Regions from separate parts of the Rattus norvegicus genome. Here region 2 is linked to region 1. The links are chromatin contacts, called in public Hi-C maps. All regions are on one chromosome and are shown on one strand. Each heading gives the region's core, a stretch centred on a gene start, on an enhancer-like site or on the middle of the called end of the contact. The rest is flanking DNA. Distances are from core to core; before and after follow the strand shown.

Region 1 (4,206 bases), core at 1,651-4,150:
GAAAAGAAAAGGAAAGACAAAGGCCATACAGGAAAACTGTCTGCAGCCTAGAAAACCTCACAGTGACCAACGGATGCTCCAAAGTCATGATCCTCTCTCTGCAGGGGGGAAACGCCAGTTCCAGGCTCTCCTTCCCACAGCCGGCTCAGTCTGGAGAGATTTGTGTGTGTGTAGCTTCAGAAGATTCCAGGCTGCCGCTGAGAATCCTGGACTTTCCGGCAGTGGCATTCACTAGGCTGGAAGTACATAAGCCTCCTCTCACGTGTGGTATCCACAGGGCTGGAGGCAAGAATTCAGGTCCCCAGGCAGCTAGGGAGGGACCTAGGACTTCTGCTTGCCTATCTCTAATCAAGTTACTACACACATCTCAGAAGCTGCTGTTCTGCAGACCTTGAAGTTCTGATAAGGAATCTGCCATGCACTTCATATTTAGATTTACAATGCCAACAAACAAACACACAGTCAGAGAACAAACTCACACTAGCCACGTATAGAATCCAACTAGAGTTTCAAAAAAAGGAAACCCAAGAAAATGAGAGATATGTCAGAATGGCGTGTGGTTATTTGGATCACAACACAACAAACTCCTATCCATACCACAATGGTGGCATCCAGGGTGGCTAATGTCCCATATTCTGTCCTATGAGAGACATATATCTCCTCTAGCCACAGACTCGCAGGATCACAAATCACTGGATTTGAAAGAGAAATCATTTTCCACAAGGCAGTTTGGCTAGAATGGGAATCTGGGTAGCTTCCATCCCTAGATAAGGGCACTTCCCCCTAAACCCAAGAAATCCTCTTGAATCCTTGCTCTGTCCACATTTTAACCAAGCAGCGTATTCACGGTGATAAAACCACAAACGAAAGAGCTTGTCAGAACTGTTGAAAGAGAATAGGTACTTTCACTATCAGTGATGGTTTCCTCTTTTCCCACAAGGCGTCTTATCAGCTTTCACCCTGAGAAAAACCATAAAAAGAAAAGAGAAACCTTACGCAATAGTTCTCTAAATAAAACAGTACGCAACAGACTAGTCATCCTTAAAAGTGATGTTGTGTAAGGAGTCAAAGTACATCATCCAGCATAATCAATACCCTATTAAGTCAGGTAGGATTCTGGATATCAAAGAGCAACGGACTGAATAACTTTAAGTATAAGTACATGACCCAGGGGATTAATCACACACTGTCATGGTGAAATTAGGACAATTCTTCCAATCATTAACGTTTTGCTTACAAAAGTGTGCTTCTCTGTTTGCCTTTCTGCTAAATGATAACCGTTTTTCAAGTTGAATCTCCCGATAAAAAGAATTAAAAAACAAGACAGGAGCTGTGCTGTAAAGGTCATAACTGCCGCTTCACCATGAAACAGCCAAAGGGCAAACAAATGAAAAATGTCTGGATTGTAGGAAGAATTTGTAAATATCCCCTGGCAGACTGTAACTTTATAAAACCCAGTGCTAACCTGGGTCCTGAGAGCACCTCTTCCAACCAACACACTCTCCAGCCTTAAGGACCTTGATGTTTAGATTCAGTGCAACCTGAAGCGAACCTTGGCTGGCTTCCAACCGGGGAAGCAGCACCTTTTCAGCAAGCTGTCCACTTTAAAACAAGATTTCAGCCCTTAGTTTTTCTAATGTCAATCAATACTCATGCTGCTGTGCCTGTGCCTAATAGTCCTGATACAGCTCCTGTACAGTCAACATCACCCAGAGGTTATCTCCAGTAATGAAAACACAGAGACTCCAGGATCGGTTTAATTCCACACGAATGTCTCATTCTCCAAAACCTGGGATACAGACTTTCAGACCATGGCCTTTGAAACCTTGATGTAACCTGCTAGGCAGGTCTGGAGCTTGGAGCCTGCGGCTGATTGGAAGCAAAACTCTCCCACTGGACGGAAGGCTCCTTTGGGCTCTAACCCTAACACATAAGAAGAGGGGACAACGTAGAACATGAACGGAGCTGGGACTGGGGGAGCTAGAAAGGGTCGTGTAGGTCAATTAGACCATTCTCTTGGAGTTCTGAGACCAAGAACTAAAATTCCAAACTAGATCTTCAAACCTCCAAGGCTACCCTTGCCTCTTTTTTTTTTATTCTTTTTTTTCTTTTTTTCCGGAGCTGGGGACCGAACCCAGGGCTTTGCGCTTGCTAGGCAAGTGCTCTGCCACTGAGCTAAATCCCCAACCCCTACCCTTGCCTCTTTGCCTAAGAATCAGTGCCTAGTTCTTTTCTGGGAACCTAGTTCACCTGCAGTTCCAGGGCCTTCTAAGGAGGCAGGATGGGAGGGCCTGTCTTCACCTATTGAATGTCCATGTGTGTCCAGCGTTCTTTGGACAGATTCTGTCACTACAGTTGCTTTACTGTACAACTAAAGAGCTTCATGCAGGCCAAGGCTAAAAGAATTTTCTGGACCTCTCCTCAGGTCTCTGTGGGAGGGCTGTCAGACCTCTGCCAGACAGGTAGCTGGATGCAGATTAATACCACTTGTCAGAGCCCTGACCCACATCCACCTTTTTATCAGCATTCTTCCCCCCTTTTCCCACAAGCACCCTTCCTGGACCCTACCTCCCTCTTCTCAGCCATCAAATTCCTGACACTCCCAACGCTTCCTGCGCCAACCCAGTAGTGGTAGGAGTAAAGGACGGCAAACCCAAGTTCAGAGTATGAGGCAGAGTGCTGGTCCCACAGGCATCTATCTCTCCTACTGCCAGGACCTCAGGGCAGCAGCCCTCAAAGTCTCTCTGGCCATGAGCTTTAACGTTTCCAGATCTTCTAAAGTAACAATTGGAACCTGATGAACCCCCCAGTTCCCCCCTCCACCCCCTGCCACTCCAATCCCTGCATTGCCCCAAGAGCACAGCAGCCAGGCTCCCGCTGAGGTGAGTGTGACACACTGTTGACTCACACTGGTCAAGGACGGTGGCTGCACACACCAATCGATGGTGCTCCGTGGCAGCTCCAACCCACCCTGCTCGGTCTCCAACACACACACACACACATACACACATACACACACACACACAGACACACACACACACACAGACACACACACACACAGACACACACACACACACGCCAGCGAAGAAGGATCAAATTTATATTCTAGGAGGCAGGCACCCCACCTCTTGTAAGGTCCTAATCCCCCATTCTGTATGGCGAGCACACATTCACACGCACCAAGGTTCTTCAGGTGTCAGGTTTAGGTATTTTTAACCAAAGAATGAGAATTCCAACAGGGTCATTCATCTGATGACGAATGTATATGAAAGTTAATTCATTAAATTAAAAAAAAAATCAAACATTTTTGCAGGGTTTTTTTTACAACGAATAATTCTATACACATGCTATAGACACGGTTTCTATAAAACACACTATCTACAATCTACTTACATTTAATTGTCCTGCTATTTCTAGTTCATGTGAGATCAGTCACAAGTGAGTCAGTTTCCCTGCCTGTAGAGACTGCGTCATCCCTTAATACCAGGGTCAGAGGCACTGGCCGAGCAAAACAAGATTGTAAGAATCTTATCAACTATCTTGCTTATGAGAACAGACACCAGGGGCCAAGTGCTCTGAACCGGCTTTGGAGTTAAGGCAGCAATGTAAGGTGTCACGTAAAAACCAAGTGTGCTCTTTGAAAGCATTCCATGGATCCCCAAATGCTGGCCCCCTTTCTAAGTGCACCTCTGAAGTCGAGGGAACAGCTACACATTTGGGAAAAGTCATTCGAGAACAGCCGCCCAAAACCTTTAAAGTTATAGTTTAAGCTTCAGGCAAAAGTTCAAATTACTTCTCACAAATAGAAAGAATTCACTTTTTAAAAACGAAGTCACATTTAGCCACTTTATCAAAACAACTTAACACCGGTACGGAAAACGTACGCTAAACCAAAAGTATGGTTTCAATGCACGCCGTGCCAAATATTTTCAAAACGCTAGAAGAATGGTACTTCTTTCTCTCAGAATTTCCCAGTTTGTCTGTAGCAGAACGGTATTCTAAAGTCCAGTCTCTGAACATGGTCACGGCCGATGACTGTCATCCAGCATTAAAATAGCCTTTATCACCCTCGATGTCCACTTCCTGGTCGGAATCCTCTGAGATCTCTGATTCAGGGTCTTCCGGAGAGGCTGGGGAGGGTGAACACTGAGAACTGTCCAAAGAGGCACCTTTATTCTGTTCACTGGGCAAGTCTTGGCCCTGGTC
Region 2 (4,417 bases), core at 755-3,254, 66 kb before region 1:
CATCATCTTTCGAGCCCAAGGCAATTCTTGAAGGACAATATTTAATTGGGGCTGGCTTACAGGTTCAGAAGTCCAGTCCATTATATCAAGGTGGGAGCATGGTGGCATCCAGGCAGGCATGGTGCAGGAGGAACTCAGAGTTCTACATCTTCATCTGAAGGCTGCTAGAAGACTGGCTCTCACATGGTTAGGAGGAGGGTCTTAAAGCCCATGCCCACAATGACACACTTCCTCCACCAAGTCCACAACTACTCCAACAAGGCCACACTTCCTAATAGTGCCACTCCCTGGGTCAAGCATATTCAAACACCACAGGGGTCAAAAAAGGCTTCTACCTTCTTCCCTGCTGACTAGTTTTCATCGTACAGCTTGCTATGTGGACTGCTGTGGGGGAAAGCACTCCGTGGTACCCTGAATACTACAATACAGACCTTCCAGGCAGGCCATGTTACTAGTAAAATAGTGGTACGAAGGTTACAGAGACAACCAACCACGGGGGGATTGATTTGAGGCCTGCTCTACACAAGGGAATCCAGGCCTGCTACTGTAAACTTAATCAAAAGCCCATGTCCAGAAAGGTCGTAGGCCTTAGAGGGAACCTTCTTCTGTTGTCTTACTAAATGGACACATTCCCAGACTGCTTCTAAATATTTGGGTTTGTTCCCATGGATTAGTACTGTTTTCAATCCAGGCCAGAGAAGCTTCTCCAATAGAGGTCAGCAATAGTCCCTCCCTGCCCTTCAGTAGACCCAGGGAAGGCTAGCAATTGTTCCTGCTCTCCTCTTCCCCAATTCAGCACCGAGAAAGACCAGCACTCCACTGTCAACATTTAAATGACTTTTTCCCCCGCTCTATGTTAAGTATTCTGAATACAGTATTCACTCTTTTTTAAAAACCTCTGATTTGGACTCCTGTCCGTTTTGTTGTACTCTTTGAAAATTATCACCTCGTTCTCGGAACTCCGCACACTTCCAGGAGCTTCCCCCCCCCCACCCCCTTTGCCTGCCCTCCTCTCTGCTCTCTTACTGTGTTCTCTGCAAACACCAGCTTCCTAGAAAACCATCTCATACAGCACTGGTGATTTGGATATCAAACCATTTCCTCCTGTGTTCTGATTTCATTTTCAAGTTCTCCATCCTAGGTTATTTGGGTGCTCTGACTTGTTCCAAAAAAGAAAGTGAAAAAAAAAAAAAAGTCTGAGCAACACCAGTCCTTGATTGCAAAAGTTCTAGATACTCCTGGCTCAGGAGTGATCAGTTCCTACAAGTAAATTGTTCCTCAAATTTTAAATAAATAATAAATAAATAATCGAGCCAGACTCGTCTACTTTCTTTAAAAAAAAAAAAAAACCCACTTTTTTTTTCTCTCTCTGGTCCTCTTATTATCCTAAACAATGAGCACTAATAAACAGAGGAGGTGACAGAATCTAATATTTATTTACTGTGTGCCTGATACAAACTAAGCACTGTGCCAGCATTCAGCATTCGGCATTTAATGATGACTCCTCCTGCTTCAGGGTCACCAGCAGTTCCGTCTCTTATGTTCGTAGTTTTTTTTTCCCTGTTGTGTACCCAAGTTCCCCATCCCCAGTTTTGAATATTCACACCCCAATTCTCTAATCTTTCTGTTAACACCTTGTAGTTTGGCCCTTGATTATTTCGCTCAGTGATTAGCACCCCTACAATAAGTGTTAATCTCTCTTTTAAAATACCTCAAAGCTCTGTCTGCCCTTTCCTAAGCACTACTGCCTCAGAGTATTCCAGAGAGGATATCCCTATTGTGAGCCCTATCTACAAGGCATTTCCCTTGTACACTACCGACTCAGGAAAGGCCTGTTTCAAACCTTGTGACACAGTTAAAATTTAGTTTCGCAAGTCCAGGTTACACCCACGACATACAGCAGACTCCTTGTCAGCTTTTCACTGCTGAATGCAGAGCCCAAGGCAGCAAGAGTAGCGCATCGACCTCTAGAGGGCGCCCTAGAGTTGCATCCGGGAAGAGTGGCTCCAGACCTGAGAAAGCCAAGATAGCACTTGGCTTCAGGAGCCCTGTGTTCAGTGGCACTAGCCTAAGAGCTGGAGCTTTCTCTAAAGCCGCCAGAGCAGCTGCCAATGCTCTGCCGACCAATGCGAAAGCACCGCCAGCACTCTGTATCCACTTTTCTCCTACAGTGTACACGAACTAGTGCGAGAACGAAGTTGGTCTCTAATGAAGTAGTCTAGAGCAGTGTGGGTCGCACAGGGGTCACCTTAGACCGTCGGGAAAAACACAAATCTTTACATTATGACTCATAATAGTAGCAAAATAACATTTAGGAAGTAGCAACAGAAAATAGTTTTATGGTTGGGGATTACCACAGCATGAGGAACTGTATTGAAGGGTCGCAGCATTAGGAAGATTGAAAACCACTGAACTAGTAGTGAGCCCTTAGCGAGTACAGCGCAGGAGGAAGGACTAACAGGAGAAGCTAAGTTTTCCTTCTATATTTAAGAGAATGCCTTTCATCTTCCGTGTCAGGGGGTCAGATTCCACTGGACCCTGAAAGTTTCAACACTTCTACAAGTTTCCAACAAAGACAGTCTTCCCCATCTCCCCCTCTACATGGAGACTTCTGGGGGGGACTTAAGTCCTTATAAAAAGTACTCAACTCTCTTCATTTGTGGCGTTATTGCAACTAATTTTATTATTTCTCTGTACGGCACACGCCTTTAAAGTGAGATCCACTTTCGAATCATCGTCTCTTTGGTCTCATTGGTATATATACAGCAAACATTCCCAACCCATTAAGAATTTAAGGTCATGGGGTTGGGGATTTGGCTCAGTGGTAGAGCGCTTGCCTAGCAAGCGCAAGGCCCTGGGTTCGGTCCCCAGCTCCGAAAAAAAGAAAAGAAAAGAAAGAATTTAAGGTCACTAAGGCTGGCGTGGTGGCACACACTTTAATTCCAGCACCCAAGAGGCGGAGGCAGGGGGATCTCTAAGTTCAAGGCCAGCCTGGTTTACATAGTGAGTTTCAGGACAGACATGGCTACACAGAGAGACTCCCTGTCTGAAAACTAAATGATAAATAAATTAATATTATTAATTAATTAATTAATTAATTAATTTAATGGGGGCATCACCCAACTTCCACAACTAAGAGCATACTTACCAGCTTCTCTGGGACTCCTCCACTGTGCAATCATTTTGGTGCAAGCCAATTCATAGCAGCGGAGCAAACCCTAGAAATAATTACTATGTATCCCTGCTGCACGGGGCTGAGGAGAGCTTGCTTCAGTCCATCTTGAGACAAATGGGGCAGGGAACCCCAGAACTGGACATAGTAGTAGTAACTGGTTGTGAGTCATGGAACTGGGGCAGAGAAGCAAGAATTCCAAAGACAGAGTCGGGGACAACCATGGAAGAACACATAGCTTTGATATTCTTAACCTGCACGCTCACTTAGACCTGCAGACTGGACCAGTGAGCACTCCCCTGAGATACCAAGTGTGATTACTGGAGTGAAGGGTGCTTATTAAAACACAGGTTCCCAGGGTTGGGGATTTAGCTCAGTGGTAGAGGGCTTGCCTAGCAAGCTTCAAGGCCCCGGGTTCGGTCCCCAGCTCCGGGGGGAAAAAAAAAAAACCAAAAACCACAGGTTCCCAGGGATTCTGACCACATAGGAGATGCAGAAGCCAGATGTTGGGAGAAGTCTACAGGTGCAAAATTAGCTTCATTTGCTCCATATTTTAACAAGGGAGAACAGCTGAGCAAGAGGAAACTTTCTGGAGATCTGAAACAGAAAGAGAAAGACTTATTTAAAAGGAATGTGTAATTGAGCTTTGTGGCTCCTGCCTTTCCTCCCAGGAAAGGCATCCCAGGAGGCAGAGGTCCTGTCGTCCTGAGAGTTTGAGGCCAGCCTGGGCTACATAATGCATTCCAGGCCAGCAGGGGTTGTATGATGAGACCCCGTCTCTATACAAACTGTACTTGGATTGTACTGATGTAACTATAAGAAGGAAAAGGGGCATCAGAGAGCTGTCCTGGCAGAGAGTAAGGCATTTGAAGCAAGAAAGCAGGGACAGACGCCAAGTCAGGAGTGGATGAGTCCCTGGCTTTGGACTTTGAGCCTCTAAAAATGTGAGAAAATCAATTCTGTTAATTAGGACTCCCTGCTTGTAGTTTTCCTTAGACTCTGCTGTAGACTAACACCCGTCTCTAAGCTTCAGATCCTCTATCTGCAAAATTGGGACAATAATGTTTTCTCAATAGAGTCGAGAAAATGAAATGAAACTGTGCGTGTGTATGTATGTGTGAAGGGAGTGTTTAGAAAGGTAACAGTCATACAATAAGAGCTAATTAATGGGGGCTGGAGAGATGGCTCAGTGGTTGAGAGCACTGACTGCTCTTCCAGAGGTCCTGAGTTCAAATCCCAGCAACC

The links. A called contact is a pair of places that touch in the nucleus more often than the background predicts.
Region 2: a contact with region 1 is called in a Hi-C map of liver, with 2.8 times the contacts expected there. The contact joins two enhancer-like sites. A contact is called at or near these places in 8 of 12 Hi-C or Micro-C datasets (the A7r5 cell line, hepatocytes, kidney and 3 more).

Annotation. Positions count from the first base shown.
Region 1 is chr1:244,607,590-244,611,795 of GRCr8, reverse strand. Hhex (hematopoietically expressed homeobox) reads right to left here. Exons shown (of 4, transcript NM_024385.2): 4 at 3,264-4,206. The coding sequence ends at 4,039. Among named protein-coding and RNA genes, the nearest start is that of Hhex, 6.7 kb to the right of the region's middle. Within about 2 kb of position 2,900, at least 4 of the 93 cell types and tissues checked have an H3K27ac peak or open chromatin away from gene starts, as enhancers often do. A contact at or near this core is called in liver, where this site is marked.
Region 2 is chr1:244,672,563-244,676,979 of GRCr8, reverse strand. No RefSeq gene overlaps it. Among named protein-coding and RNA genes, the nearest start is that of Exoc6, 52 kb to the left of the region's middle. Within about 2 kb of position 2,004, at least 9 of the 93 cell types and tissues checked have an H3K27ac peak or open chromatin away from gene starts, as enhancers often do. A contact at or near this core is called in liver, where this site is marked.